Linked DNA regions of Ovis aries: region 1 is linked to region 2. A link is a contact called in public Hi-C data. All regions are on one chromosome and are shown on one strand. Each heading gives the region's core, a stretch centred on a gene start, on an enhancer-like site or on the middle of the called end of the contact. The rest is flanking DNA. Distances are from core to core; before and after follow the strand shown. Region 1 overlaps NT5C2 (5'-nucleotidase, cytosolic II). Region 2 holds the start of WBP1L (WW domain binding protein 1 like).

Evidence for each region. A called contact is a pair of places that touch in the nucleus more often than the background predicts.
Region 1: a Hi-C map of liver shows a contact between it and region 2, with 2.5 times the contacts expected there. The contact joins the enhancer-like site here to the promoter of WBP1L in region 2. A contact is called at or near these places in 2 of 16 Hi-C or Micro-C datasets (liver and omental adipose tissue).

The regions. Positions count from the first base shown.
Region 1 is chr22:23,548,674-23,555,908 of ARS-UI_Ramb_v3.0, reverse strand. All of the region lies in intron 1 of NT5C2 (5'-nucleotidase, cytosolic II), which reads left to right. Among named protein-coding and RNA genes, the nearest start is that of INA, 23 kb to the left of the region's middle. Within about 2 kb of position 4,743, at least 10 of the 54 cell types and tissues checked have an H3K27ac peak or open chromatin away from gene starts, as enhancers often do. A contact at or near this core is called in liver, where this site is marked.
Region 2 is chr22:23,077,826-23,084,556 of ARS-UI_Ramb_v3.0, reverse strand. It overlaps WBP1L (WW domain binding protein 1 like), which reads right to left and starts at 1,801. Exons shown (of 4, transcript XM_042238856.2): 1 at 1-1,801. SFXN2 (sideroflexin 2) reads right to left here. Exons shown (of 13, transcript XM_042238855.2): 13 at 6,547-6,731.

The DNA.
Region 1 (7,235 bases), core at 3,494-5,993, 470 kb before region 2:
CTCAACATTGCTAATCCTCAGAGAAATGCAGATCAAAACCACAAAGAGCTGTCACCTCACACCTGCCAGGAAGGCTATCATCAAAAAGACGATAAGTAAGAAATGTTTAGGTGAGGATGTGGAGGAAAGGGAACCCTCATGCACACTTGGTGGGAGTGTAAATTGGTGCAGCCACTATGCAGAACAGTATAAAGTTTTCTCAGAACACTAAAAATAGAACTACTAGTGATCCAGCAACACCACTCCTGGGGTGAACATATATATATATATGAAGAGCGTGTGCTCAGTCGTGCCTGATTCTGTGACCCCATGGACTGTAACCCATCAGACTCCTCTGATCATGGGATTTCCCAGGCAAAAATATTAGGGTAGGCGGTAGGTTGCCATTACCTCCTCCAGGGGATCGTCCCACCCAGGGATTGAACCCATGTCTCCTGTGTCTCCTGCATTGGCAAGTGGATTCTTCACCACTTGAACCACCTGGGAAGCCCTAGATATACATATATAGGCCTTCATTCTTTTTTAGAGCTAAGTAGTATTCCTTTGTGTGTGACATCTTATATATATATATATCTCCCCAAACTGAAAAACACTCACTTGAAAAGATACATGCCCCCCAATATTCACAGCAGCATCATTTACAATAGCCAAGACATCAAGGCAACCTCAGTGTCCACCAACAGATGAATGGATAAAGATGTCTCTCTCTCTCTCTCTCACACACACACAGGAATACTACTCAGTCATAAAAAGAATGAAATTTTGCCATTCACAAGAGCATGGATGGACCTGGAGAGTGTTATGAGACAAGGCAGACAGAGGAAAACAAATACTGTATGTTATAACTTCTATGTGAAATCTAAAAAATAAAACAAATGAGCGAATGTAACAAAACAAAAACAGGCTCACAAATATAGAGAAAAACTAGCGGTTATCTGTGGGGAGGTGGGGGCAAGATAGGGGTAAGGGCTTAAGAGGTACAAACTACTATGTATAAAATGAATAACATACAAGGATATATATAGTGCCAATATTTTATAATCTTAAATGGAGTATAATCTATAAAAATTTTGAATTACTATACTGTATACCTGAAACTAATGCTGTAAATCAACTATACTTCAAAAACAAAAAGTATGACTTTTAAGGAGCCCTGTCTGTCACTTCAGTTCTTGCTCTGTAGACCCTGGGAAACTTTAAGGAAACAAGGAAATTATATCAAGGAAGCAAACTTGGGAGAGAAATACACACAGCACATAGTTAAGTACGGGCTGTGAGTGCTGTAGAGGTTAAAAAAGGAGTGAAGGAGACCCTGGCTGGAACACTCCAGGGCAGCCTTCTGAATGAGGTGGATGCGAGCAGGTCTGATGGAGATTCAGAGTCTCTGATGGAGTCCCCAAAGTGGTGTTGGGGGTGTGTTCCAACAGGAGCAAAAGTGGTAAGAGAAAGTCAAGAGTACAGAAAGGAGAGTGGCCTGTTTGGAACATAGAGTTGAGCTTGGAGAACGTCCTGGGTCAATGAGAGAATCAAGTGAGAAGGAAAAGCCCCTCCAAGCAGTGACTTTTGGTTTCCCTCTTGTTCCCAGCCGGCCCGTGGTCTTATCCGTTTGTGCGTGCTAAGTGGCTTCAGTCGTGTTCAACTCTGTGCCGCCCTATGGGCTGTAGCCTGCCAAGTTCCTCTGGCCACGGCATTCTACAGGCAAGAATACTGGAGTGAGTAGCCATGCCCTCCTCCAGGAGCCATTCCCGGTTAGCCCTTAATCCGGTCCCATCACTTCATGGGAAATAGATGGGGAAACAGTGGAAACAGTGTCAGACTTTATTATTTTGGGCTCCAAAATCACTGCAGATGGTGATTGCAGCCATGAAATTAAAAGACGCTTACTCCTTGGAAGAAAAGTTATGACCAACCTAGATAGTATATTCAAAAGCAGAGACATTACTTTGCCGACTAAGGTCCGTCTAGTCAAGGCTATGGTTTTTCCAGTAGTCATGTATGGGTGTGAGAGTTGGACTGTGAAGAAGGCTGAGCGCTGAAGAATGGATGCTTTTCAACTGTGGTGTTGGAGAAGACTCTTGAGAGTCCCTTGGACTGCAAGGAGATCCAACCAGTCCATTCTGAAGGAGATCAACCCTGGGATTTCTTTGGAAGGAATGATACTAAAGCTGAAACTCCAATACTTTGGCCACCTCATGTGAAGAGTTGACTCATTGGGAAAGACTCTGATGCTGGGAGAGATTGGGGGCAGGAGGAAAAGGGGACGACAGAGGATGAGATGGCTGGATGTCATCACTTACTTGATGGCCGTGAGTCTGAGTGAACTCTGGGAGTTGGTGATGGACAGGGAGGCCTGGCGTGCTGCGATTCATGGGGTTGCAAAGAGTCGGACACTACTGAGTGACTGAACTGAACTGAACTGTACCTGGGAGGCCAGCCATGGTGCACAGGTTTGGGCTACCACCAGGGGTCAGTGTGGCCCAACAGCTTTGAGCTGCTATGGTTGGTGTAGATTTCTGAGTTCCTTTTTTGTGCCAGGTGCTGAGCTGGGGACTTAAAATAATCTATCCACCAATCAAAGGGGTGGAGCTCTTTGTATGGCTGTTGTGATGTGCTTTTTCCTCAGTGACCGCATTTAATACTAATCACAGCCTTGTGTGGTCTCCGTGTATTAGTCTCATCCTCATGGAGAAACAGATGTTGAGAATTTTAAAGTTCAAATAGACTGTGAAGGAATCTGAATTTGAACCCAGGGCTATGATCTCTAACCCCGTGCCCTCCTCTGCAGCCTATAGCATTTTGTCAAGGGGATAGGAGCATGCAAATATTTAGCATCATAATGATTTGCATTAATAATTATTTAAAGACCAATGGCAGAATTTCAGTTGAAGAAGATGAAAAAGTTCTGGAGATAGATAGTGGTGATGGTTGCACAACAATATGTTTGTGTTTAATGCCACCGAACTGTTCACTTAAAAATGGTTAAAAGGGTAAATTTTATGGTGTGTATACATTGCCACATTTTAAAATGGCAATTTACTATATATCTATATATATAAAACATTTGTTAATAACAATAGTAAATGGTATATATTAGTAGCTGTCTTTTTAAAGCACTTATGAATGTATTAATCATTTAATTCTCACAACAACCAGTTGACATAGGTACTATTCTTATTCTCATTTAGTAAGTAATCAGGAATTCCCTGGTGGTCCACTGATTAGGACTCCATGCTTTCATTGCCAAGGGCATGAGTTTGATCTCTGGTTGGGGAACTAGGATTCCATAAGCCTTGAGGTGCTGCCAGAAAATAAAATAAAATAATTTCAATAATCACTTGATCTGTCCTTCCTCTTTCTCTCCCCTGCATCCACTTCAGTATAGGCCAAGATCTGCATCTAACTAATCCTTAGGGCTTCCCATGTTGCTCAGTGGTAAAGAATCCACCTGCCAATGCAGGAGACATGGGTTTGATCCCTGGGTTGAGAATATTCCCTTGGGAAAGGAAATGGCAACCCACTCCAATATTCTTAACTGGGAAATCCCATGGACAGAGGAGCTTGGTGCGCTTCAGTCCATGGGGTCACAAGAGTCCATGACTTAGCAACTAAACGACAGCAACAACAACAAATTAATCCTTGGTTGACCAGCATTGTAAAGTGTGATGGAATGGAAAGACGCTGGTCTTTGAAGCTCACCGACCTGGAGCTGATATGCGTTCTGCTGTTTTACCAGCTGAATGTTCTTAGACAAGATACTTAGTCTCTCTGAGCCTCAAGTTTTTTCATTTATGAAACATAATTATAGTTCCCACTTTGTTGGGCTGTTGTGATGGGCAAATAAGTGTAAAATGCTTAGCATAATGCTGGTACATAGTCAGCACTTGAAAACAATGGCTGTTCTTATTATTTGCACATAGCAGTTCAGTTCAGTTCAGTCACTCAGTCGTGTCAGACTCTTTGCGACCCCATGGACTGCAGCACGCCAGGCTTCCCTGTCCATCACTGACTCTTGGAGCTTGCTCAAACTCATGCCCATTGAGTTGGTGATGCCATCCAACTATCTCATCCTCTCTAGTCTTCTCCTCCTGCCTTCAATCTTTCCCTGCATCAGGGTCTTTTCCAGTGAGTCAGTTCTTTGCATCAGGTGGCCAAAACATTGGAGTTTCAGCTTCAGCATCAGTCCTTCCAATGAATATTCAGGACTGATTTCCTTTAGGATTGACTGGTTATTTGCACACAGGAGAGTGTTCAGAAAATAATAAATAAATGGATCTTTGTGTCTTCAGAGTACCTGAAATAGCTTCTGGCCCTCCTGAGCATCTTGAATGATGAAATGTTAGGTGCTCAGTCGTGTCTGACTCTGCAATCCAATGAACTGGGGCTAGCTGGGCTTTTCTGTCCATGGAATTCTCCAGGCAAGCATACTATAGTGGGTTGCCATTTCCTTCTTCAGGGCATCTTCCTGACCCAGCGTTTGAACCTGGGTCTCCTGCATTGCAGGCAGACTCCTTACCATCTGAGCCACCAGCGAAGCTCCTGGGCACGTTGCAAGGAGGATATTCGGCCCCAATCACTTTAGCCCAATCAGTCCAGGAATGGCAGAACTGGATAAGTTTCTTTGAGTCCAACTCCATCATTTTACAGAGGAAGCCAACGCCCAGGAAAGGGAGTAGTTTTGTGCGAGGTCACCCTTGTGTCAGTCGACCAGGAAGTTACCAGGCAGTCTGGTGTGGTGAGAGCCCCTCCCGGGGAGCCAGAACTGGGTGGTGATGAGGGCTTCAGGTTAGCCAGACTGGCCCCCTCCCTGAGGCCCCTCCCGGGTTAACATCCAGTCCCTTCCAGCCTTGGACTGATTCTAAGAGGTGTTTACCTCTGCCCTTATTCTGCAGGAGCGGCCAAGAGGATTGTGAAACTGGGAAATCAGTTGTTTATCCCAACTTCTAGGGTGAGGAGTGAAGAGAGAAGGGGAAGGGGTTGGGGCTGGGTACCTTTGGTTAGTGTTTATTCTTTCTCCTTCCTTGGCCTGGAAACCAAGGGGAATCCAAGCAGCAGCATGTGAAGCAAGATCCCAGGGTCTCTGAGAAGCCTGTTCCGGTGAGAGATGACTCAGCACAGGCCTCAGAACCGCAGAGAGTGGCCCCCTAGCCTGGATTCTGCGTAGGCTTGTGTGCACTCTGTGGGCCATCGTGGCTGTCACTATTTGTTCCCTCAGAAGAGATTTTGTCTCCTAGGAGCCCAAGGGTGTTTTGGCTGCACCCCCAGCTAGTGAATAGGTGGTAGGATCAGGTCCTCATTGTAGTTTGATCTCTAAATAACACACTTTCCCTTGAAGAAACACTTCATGTCTTGCTTGAATGTAGCAACCCTCCTTTTCTTCAGGCTCTTGCCAGTACCACCTCTAGACTAGGATTTCTAGGACAGAGGTCATCAGGGCACTCCCAAAAGGTGCCTCACTGCTTATAGACTGAGCCCCCATCCTTAGCACTGTGGTCCTGACCAAAATTTCTGCCTTATCCCAACCTTCACTCCTTCCCACCAGCAACCCTGTGTTCTCCCCCAGGGTTCTGCAGTGTGAACTGTCCTCAGAAGCATAGAGGACATTTGTTTGAAAAAATGCAGGTTCTAGGACTTCCCCGGTAGTCCAGTTTGATTTAAGAATCCACCTGCCAGTGCAGGGGACAGTTTGATCCCTGCTTTGGGAAGATCCCACATGCCATGGGGCAACTAAGCTTGGGAACCACAGCTGTTGAGTCCATGTGCCACAGTTACTGAAGCTCACACACCTTAGAGCCTGTGCTCCACAGCAAGAAGCCACTGCAGTGAGAAGCCTGCTCACTGCAGCTAGAGAGCTAGAGCCCCTGCTCGCTGCAACTAGAGAATGCCCATGCAACAATGAAGACCCAAGGCAGTCAAAGATAAATAAATACTAAATAAAAAATTTTAAAATAAGCGACTATTTTTTTGAATAAAAGAATAAGGATTGTCATGGGGAGCTGAAATTTAGAAAAAATAAAAAATGATAAAAATGCAGATTCCTACCCTACCAAATCCATTGCTGTCAGGGACTGGAGTACTTGAGGCCAACTCTTGCGCAGACAACCATTTAAGAACTGCAGTTCTACCAAGCCAGATTGTTATCTTTCATGACTATGCGGGCCCTTGGTGCCCTTTCACTTGTTGTTCCTCTTCCAAGAATGCCCTTCTTGCAATTCCCAGACTGGTGCTCTCTGCTCCTTCTTTAAGATTCATCTCATGTTAACTCTTCTGTGCTCCTTCCCCCTTCTGGGTTCCTATCTTTGTGTTCACACAGCCACACTGCACTTTCTAACCTACTACCTCTGCCCTAGAATTTTCGCATTGTCAGGATTGGTTCCTCTGCTTGTTTGTGAGCTCCGTAAAGATCATTTGTTGTTGAATTTCTGGGACCTGGCAGAAAGAAGGCATGTTTGCTGAATGAATGAATGGAGAGCAGGCCCCAGTCTAACTCAGAAAGGTAGATTTAACCCATTTGGTAACTGACAGAGCCAGGGGTTAATCGTGCAAGTTTCCTGATCCACGGTTTCGGGCTGTTACGGGATCTAAATATTTGGTCTACTCTTGAGGAAGCTACAGATTTACATTTTGGCAAGAGGTGTTTAGCCTCAAGAGGTGTAGGACTTCGAATTATTTTTCAAAATCTCAAAATGTGATTCTGTCTTAAACCAGGGAACTGCTTTCCCCTGATCTCTCTGAGGATGGAACCCACCAGACTTTTTTCTCCCCTTCATCTCTCTTCCTCAGGATCACCCATGCCATAATTCTTGACCTTTTAACTCTGGCGCCACAACTGCCACCTCAGCCCGGCACACCCTGGACCTTGTCATGACTGCTCCAGCTCAGAAATGCCAACATGCCGGTCTCCGGTCAGAACCCCTCCTTGCCTTCGTCTTACTCACTGCCCCCACTCCCAGTTCACCTGCTCTCTGATGTCATGACTCCCTCATCCCTTTTCTAAGCTCCAGCCCACAGATAGCCTCTGTTCTTCTCCCCCTTCCGCAGGGAGGTGCCGCTCCTCCCATCCAAGGCAGTCTGTCACCTGAGCGCTGGACTCCCCTCTCCTGACCTCTTGGCACTGTGTCTTCAGTCCCTCCTCTGGCTGTTTCCCTCCCCACACCAACAGTCAAGCTTCTCTCACCTTTGGGGCTACCTTCCTCTAGTTATTAGCTAATTATGGTTTGGGACCAATTCTGATGTGT
Region 2 (6,731 bases), core at 552-3,051:
GTCCCAGCCCAAGAAAAGGGAATGTGCTGGGCCAGAAAATGAGCTCTCCTCCTTTCATACGTTATTTCTAATATACAAAATATAGTCTTTGAGAAGAGCAGATGATATTTCCACAGACAGATGAAACAACAAATTCTGGAAGAGCCACAGAATGGAGTATTATTCACCCATAAAAAAGGAAAGAAATACATGCTACAATGTGAATAATCCTTGAAAATTTTATGCTAAGGGAAAGAAACCAGATACAAAAGGTCATATATTGTAAGATTCCATTTACATGGAATATCCTGAATAGATAAATGTATAGATACACAAAATAGACTGATGTTTTCCAGGGGCTGCGGGGAGGCAAAACAGGGAGGAACTGCTTAATGATAGAGGGTTTTCTTCCCAGGTGATGAAAATACTCTGGAACTAGATCGAGGCAGTGGTTGCTTAACACTGTGAATATACTAAATACCACTGAATTGTTCATCTTAAAATGGTCAAATGGTTTTAAACGATTTATGTTATATAAATTTTACCTCACTTAAAAAAAAATTAATGTTTTAAATAGAGGATACTAATGGGCATAACAGGATGCTCATAAATTCCTAGGAAAAATGATAAGCATTTTTGCTGGCATTCTGCTTCTACTCTTGACCACACCAAGTTCAAGTGCTAAGCTATACTATATAGATTCTGTCATCTTGCTCTGTGTTTGTAGGCCTTTCTGAAGAGACAGAGAAAACAGAACGGTAAAGCCTTGCCAAATGCAAAGAAGGGAAGGAGGGTGATTCCCCCCACTGCACCCCACCCAACTTGGCACCAAGAGTAACGCTCCCATTAAGAGTTTCGAAATGCCAGCAGCGGCTGAAATCTGCACAAGCCACCTAGCAAGAAAATCTAGGGTGCTCCATTTGTTGACCATATTGGCATCAGCACCACCCTTTGCTCAAAACTCTGAGCTGGCCGAGGACAGCATCAGTCACTGGCTTCCCCAGTCCAGTTAACCTAATAGTAAGACCTTGTTACAGCTCAGGTGTGCGCTGCTGCTGAGGGGTCCCAGGCTACTTCATCCCACCTGCCTTCCCAGAGTCCCGCCTCCAACACCACTTAAAATGGGGTAAGAGGCCCCTAGAACATACCCCGATCCAGCTGGAAATAGATATCCTCTCAGCCCCTCTCAGGCCAGCTCAATAACCCACGGACCCCTACCCGCACGGACGGACACGCGGCACCGCTGCCTCACAGACCTGCTCCACTGGAGGACACGAATGCGCACCCCACACACGCCCCGCTGGATACTACTATCCATTCACAATCATTCCCGGCACACCTGACTGAACTGCCGCCTCAAACGCCCCTCAACTCACTTGGCAGCATGCCTCTGCCGCCTCCCCGATACCAAAACCGTCACAGGTGCTCCTCGGCTAAACACCGACGCCCCCTCAGACCCTGTCCACTCAAGCATGGGTGACCGACTCAGGAGCCTGCAACTCTTGGTGACAATGTTCCTTCAGGCCCTCTCCAGCCACGCCTCGACGACCCCGAGGCCCCCAGCCTGGCCCCTCAGGCCGCAACACGACCCTCCCCCTTACCTGCGGGGGTTCAGCCCTGACTGACAGGGGGCCGGGCAGCGCCTGGAGGAGCAGGAGCGCCATGCCACCCAGGAGCCTTCTCCTCGCCATCCCCCTCCTGCTCCTGCTCCTCCGCCACGGCGCCGCCACCTCCCTCCTCCTCCCTCTCCTCCTCTTCCCTGGTCTTCCTTCTTCCCTTCTTTTCCTATTTCACTCTCCCCTCCCGTTTCCGGCTCCGCTTCACCCCGCCCCAGCCCAAACGCCCTCCCAGACAACTGGGGTGGTTCTCCAGTTCCTACGCGTCATTGGCCCTTGCCCTTCGCCCATTGGTTAAAAAAGCTGTCGATCAAGTCGAAGTTCCGCCTCCTTATGAAGACGGAAAATCGGAGAAATTCAGCCAATGGAAAGTAGGAGGAAGCTGGGCCATCTTGGGGGCTGGGAGGCGGTATAAATACGTCCGCTCCGCAGAGCGTGGCGGAAGTACCTCCGACGGGGGGCGGGACCGTCCAAAACGTGGGTTGAAAAGTCTAAGTCTGGTGTTTACCATCTTGAGTGTGGCGGAAGTACTAGGTTTCCACGGTTTAGCAAAGAGAAGAGGTTTGGTAATTCTAAAGGGTGTTGGAAAATAAGTTACTTTTAGAAAGTAACCGGGTGCTCTCGAAGAAGGCTGCTGTAATCTAAAAATGTCTTGATGTCTTTTGTCTTTAAGCACAGCCCCAGTACCAGGGTCGGTCTCTCTCTTGGTCTCAAATTGCTCAAGCAGCAGCTTGGGTCAATTTGAATTCCATGTCAGATAGTATCTTTACCTAAGGCACAGTGCTTTGTCAACCCAAGTTCTCAAGGGAGGAAATTCTATTGACTCTACCTCAGAAATAGCTCCAGTGTTTCAACCTGTTTTCTCATTTTCTGGCTAAATACAGACAGGCTTCCTGCTGCCCAGCCAGTTGCTAATTCTTCCTTTTTGAATATCTTTCACAGGTCAGAACACGGGTGCTCTACTACCTAAAAGCCATTGTCTCAGGGCTTCCCCTCTCAAAATATTTCAACTACCTACAGAATTTATCATCCAAACTTACCAGTATGGTCCTTTCTGTGTCCTGGCCCCTGCATACTTCTTTATCTCACCTACTGCCATTGCGTTTTCTGCACGCTCTGCTCACTCCCCACAGTTAAGAGATCCTCAGCGTACTGTGCTAGACAATACACTTAACTTCATTTGCACATTCAGTTCAGTTGCTCAGTTGTGTCCAACTCTTTGCGACCCCATGAATCGCAGCATGCCAGGCCTCCCTGTCCATCACCAACTCCCAGAGTTCACTCAGACTCACGTCCATCGAGTCAGGGATGCCATCCAGCCATCTCATCCTCTGTCGGACCCTTCTCCTCCTGACCCCAATCCCTCCCAGCATCAGTCTTTTCCAATGAGTCAACTCTTCGCATGAGGTGGCCAAAGTATTGGAGTTTCAGCTTTAGCATCATTCCTTCCAAAGAAATCCCAGGGCTGATCTCCTTCAGAATGGACTGGTTGGATCTCCTTGCAGTCCAAGGGACCCTCAAGAGTCTTCTCCAACACCACAGTTCAAAAGCATCAATTCTTCGGCACTCAGCCTTCTTCACAGTCCAACTCTCACATCCATACCTGACTACTGGAAAAACCATAGCCTTGACTAGACGGACCTTAGTCGGCAAAGTCATGTCTCTGCTTTTGAATATGCTCTCTAGGTTGGTCATAACTTTTCTTCCAAGGAGTAAGCGTCTTTTAATTTCATGGCTGCAGTCACCATCTGAAGTGATTTTGGAGCCCAAAAAAACAAAGTCTGACACTGTGTCCACTGTTTCCCCATCTATTTCCCATGAAGTGATGGGACCGGATGCCATGATCTTCGTTTTCTGAATGTTGAGCTTTAAGCCAACTTTTTCACTCTCCACTTTCACTTGCTGTGCTTATTAGCTCAGTGGTGTCCCCCTCTTTGGGACCCCATGGACTATAGCCCCCCAGGCTCCTTTGTCCATGAGGATTCTCCAGGCAAGAATACTGGACTGGGTTGCCATGCCTTCCTCCAGGGCATCTTCCCAACTCAGGGATGGAAGCCAGGTCTCCTGTGTTGTGGGCTCATTCTTTACTATCTGAGCCACCAGGGAAGCCCAAATACACATACAGTTTCCCCTTTATAAATTCCCAGTTCCCGCCCTCTTGTTTCTTCTGAATTTACAAAACCCCACACAGTGTATCTACAGTTTCTACCTGCCTGACCCATCCCACTAAATTTATAGCTTTTTGTATGGCCATACCATGTCTTACTCATTTTCCTTTTTTTCAAAAGAAATCTCTATAACCACGTACAGGGCCCAACCATGAGCTCAATCAATATTGGGAAAATAAACAAATGAAGACTCACAGCAGACAAGCCAGCTTCCTTTAGCTGACAATTTCCTCTCAAAAGCCTGCCAAAGCATTTTAGAGCCTGGCTGCGTCTAGCCCACAGCTGAGCCCAAGGGAGTTTGTTCTTGGCTTAAATGGCGGCAAAGCAGGAAACAAGTAAGTGAAGAAATTGGTTCCGTCTCTATGTTGATCCTACTTTCCCAAGTGCTGCAAAGAGTGACAAGTATTTTTGCCAATCTTAAATTTCTTAGAAATGCATCCATTCCACAATCAAACTCCCTAGAGGAGAAGAAAAGATCGAATAACAGGCAGGGGCCATATTATTCTCTTAGCACAGAGTCTCAATCCCGGCCTCAAGGAGTTTTAAGTCCTCCACAAAAAAGTCAGATATCATGGGTGGCCAAAAAGCACACAAAAAGATGCCTGACATCACTAATTGTTAGAGAAATGCAAATCAAAACTACAATGAGGTATTCCCTCACACCAGTCAGAATGATCATCCAAAAAAAAAAAAACCAAAAAATTTACAAACAAAAAATGATGGAGAAGCTGTGGAGAAAAGGGAACCCTCCTATACTGTTGGTGGGAATGTAAATTTGTACAGCTGTTATGGAGAACAACATGAAGGTTCCTTAAAAAACTAGAACAAAATAATGCCACTTGCAGCAACATGGATGGATCGAGAGATTGTCATATTCAGTGAAATAAGTCAGACACAGAAAGACAAATACCATATGATATCACTTATAGTAGAATCTTAAAAAAAAAAAAAAAAAAGAAGGGTCCAAATACTTATTCACAAAACAGAAGTAGAGTGACAGACGCAGAAACAAACTTATGATCAATAGGGAATATGCAGGGGAAGGGATAAATTGGGGGATTGGGATTGACATATACATATTAGTATATATAAAACAGATAACTAATAAGGTCCCACTGTATAGCAGAGGGAACGCGACTCAATACTCTATAATGACCTATATGGGAAAAGAACCTTAAAAAAGAGTAGATACATGTATAACTGATTGACTTTGCTGGACTCCTGAAACTAACACAACACTATAAATCAACTATACTTCAACAAAATTTTAATTTAAAAAAAAAAAAAAAAAAGGCCAAACATCATTATCAATAGGCAACTCCAAAGGTTCCAATTTGACAAACAGAAAGGAATTCTGTCCTTTCTCAACTTCCTTTTCTCTCTTTACCTGAGCTTGAACTGAGCTCCAGGACAGGACAAACATGACACCCTGCCCAGTTTGAACTAGAACTTCTCACCCTGAGACATTTTAGTCACCCTCATCACCTCGTTCCACACCTATAGGAGCCAACTCAAAGAAATGGGAGGCTTTTACAAGATAGAACTGAGATGCAGTTTGAATGAACTTTTTAATCTGCCTCTAAACAGCAGTAACTCTCTACTCCAGACTTTTCCAAGAGTAATCATCTATGAAGAAAGGAGGAATGCCAGGAGGCTTAAGGAACTCGAAAAGTAAGACGGCTGCAGATTCTTGAAAGAACCTCAGCTCAGAATTGCTGCCGAGTTCCGGCCAGCTCTGGTAATGTTTTTCCTATTTGCCTTTGGAACTGAGCAAAGCTGAAGGCAAATCTCCTGTCCCAAGGAAGCCAGCTCCAAAGACATAGGCTTTTCTGCTATCAGCCCAAATTAAGTTGCACATGTTACAGAAGAGCTGAACTTTGAAAATACTGAGTGAAAGAAGTCAGACACAGAAGACCACATACTGTATGAGTCCATCTATATGAAATGTCCAGAATAGGTTAATCCATAGTGACAGAAGATAGATGAGAGGTTGCCAGGGACTAGGGGATGAGGATGTAATGAATGATTACTAATGAGTACAGAGCTTCTTTCAGGAATAACGAAAATATTCTGGAATTAGAGAGTAATGACAGTTGCATGACATTATGAGTATGTTAAAAACCACTAACTGTATCTTTCAAAGGATGAACTTCATGTTTTGTGAACTGTATTTTAATTTTTTTTAATAGGGGAAAAATCAAACTGCTGTCAGTACTTTGACCTCAAGGAGGAGGCCCTTTCTCTTCAGAGCAGGGGTCCTTCAAAGTGGTCTGCAAACTAACAGCATCAGCATCACAATTACCAGACACACAAAGCCACAGGCTCCGTCCCAGCCCCACAGAATTAGAAGTTCTAGGGAGGGTGCCCTATAACCTGTGTTTTGAGAAGCCCTGCGGGTGAATCTCAGACATGTTTCTTCGGAACCATTACTCCAGAGTAGGGGACACTGTGTAGGGGCCCAAATAGTAAATATTTTCGGTTTTGCATGCCACCCCCTCAGGGTCTTACACATTCTTCTTTTTTCACAACCTTTCAAAAATTTAAAAGCCATTCTCAGCTCCCAGGAACACAAAAACAGGCAGATCTGGCCCCCCAAGCCATGGTTTGCCAGCTCTCGCCCTCAAGCAACACTTCCAGTCCAGCGAACACTCTAGAGCCTCCAGCAAAGGCAGGTAGATTTTTCCTCCATAATAACAGACAAACAATGGCCTCTCAGCACCAGACAGGTTCCCCTTAGAGTTGTGATACCCTCCTCCATGCCAAGGCCAAAGTAAGAACAGATCTTGCTTTCCGTCTGGGTTTTATTAACTCAGTGTGCAGACAGTTCATCGTGCTCTTTCAAGAAATGTATTCGATTGACAGTGATACCCTCTGATCAATCAGTAAATTCTACTAGACAAAACGCATAGACATTGGCCCCAGGTTGGCTACAGCAGCCCCCTCTCCCTCAAACGCTTCCAAAATAACC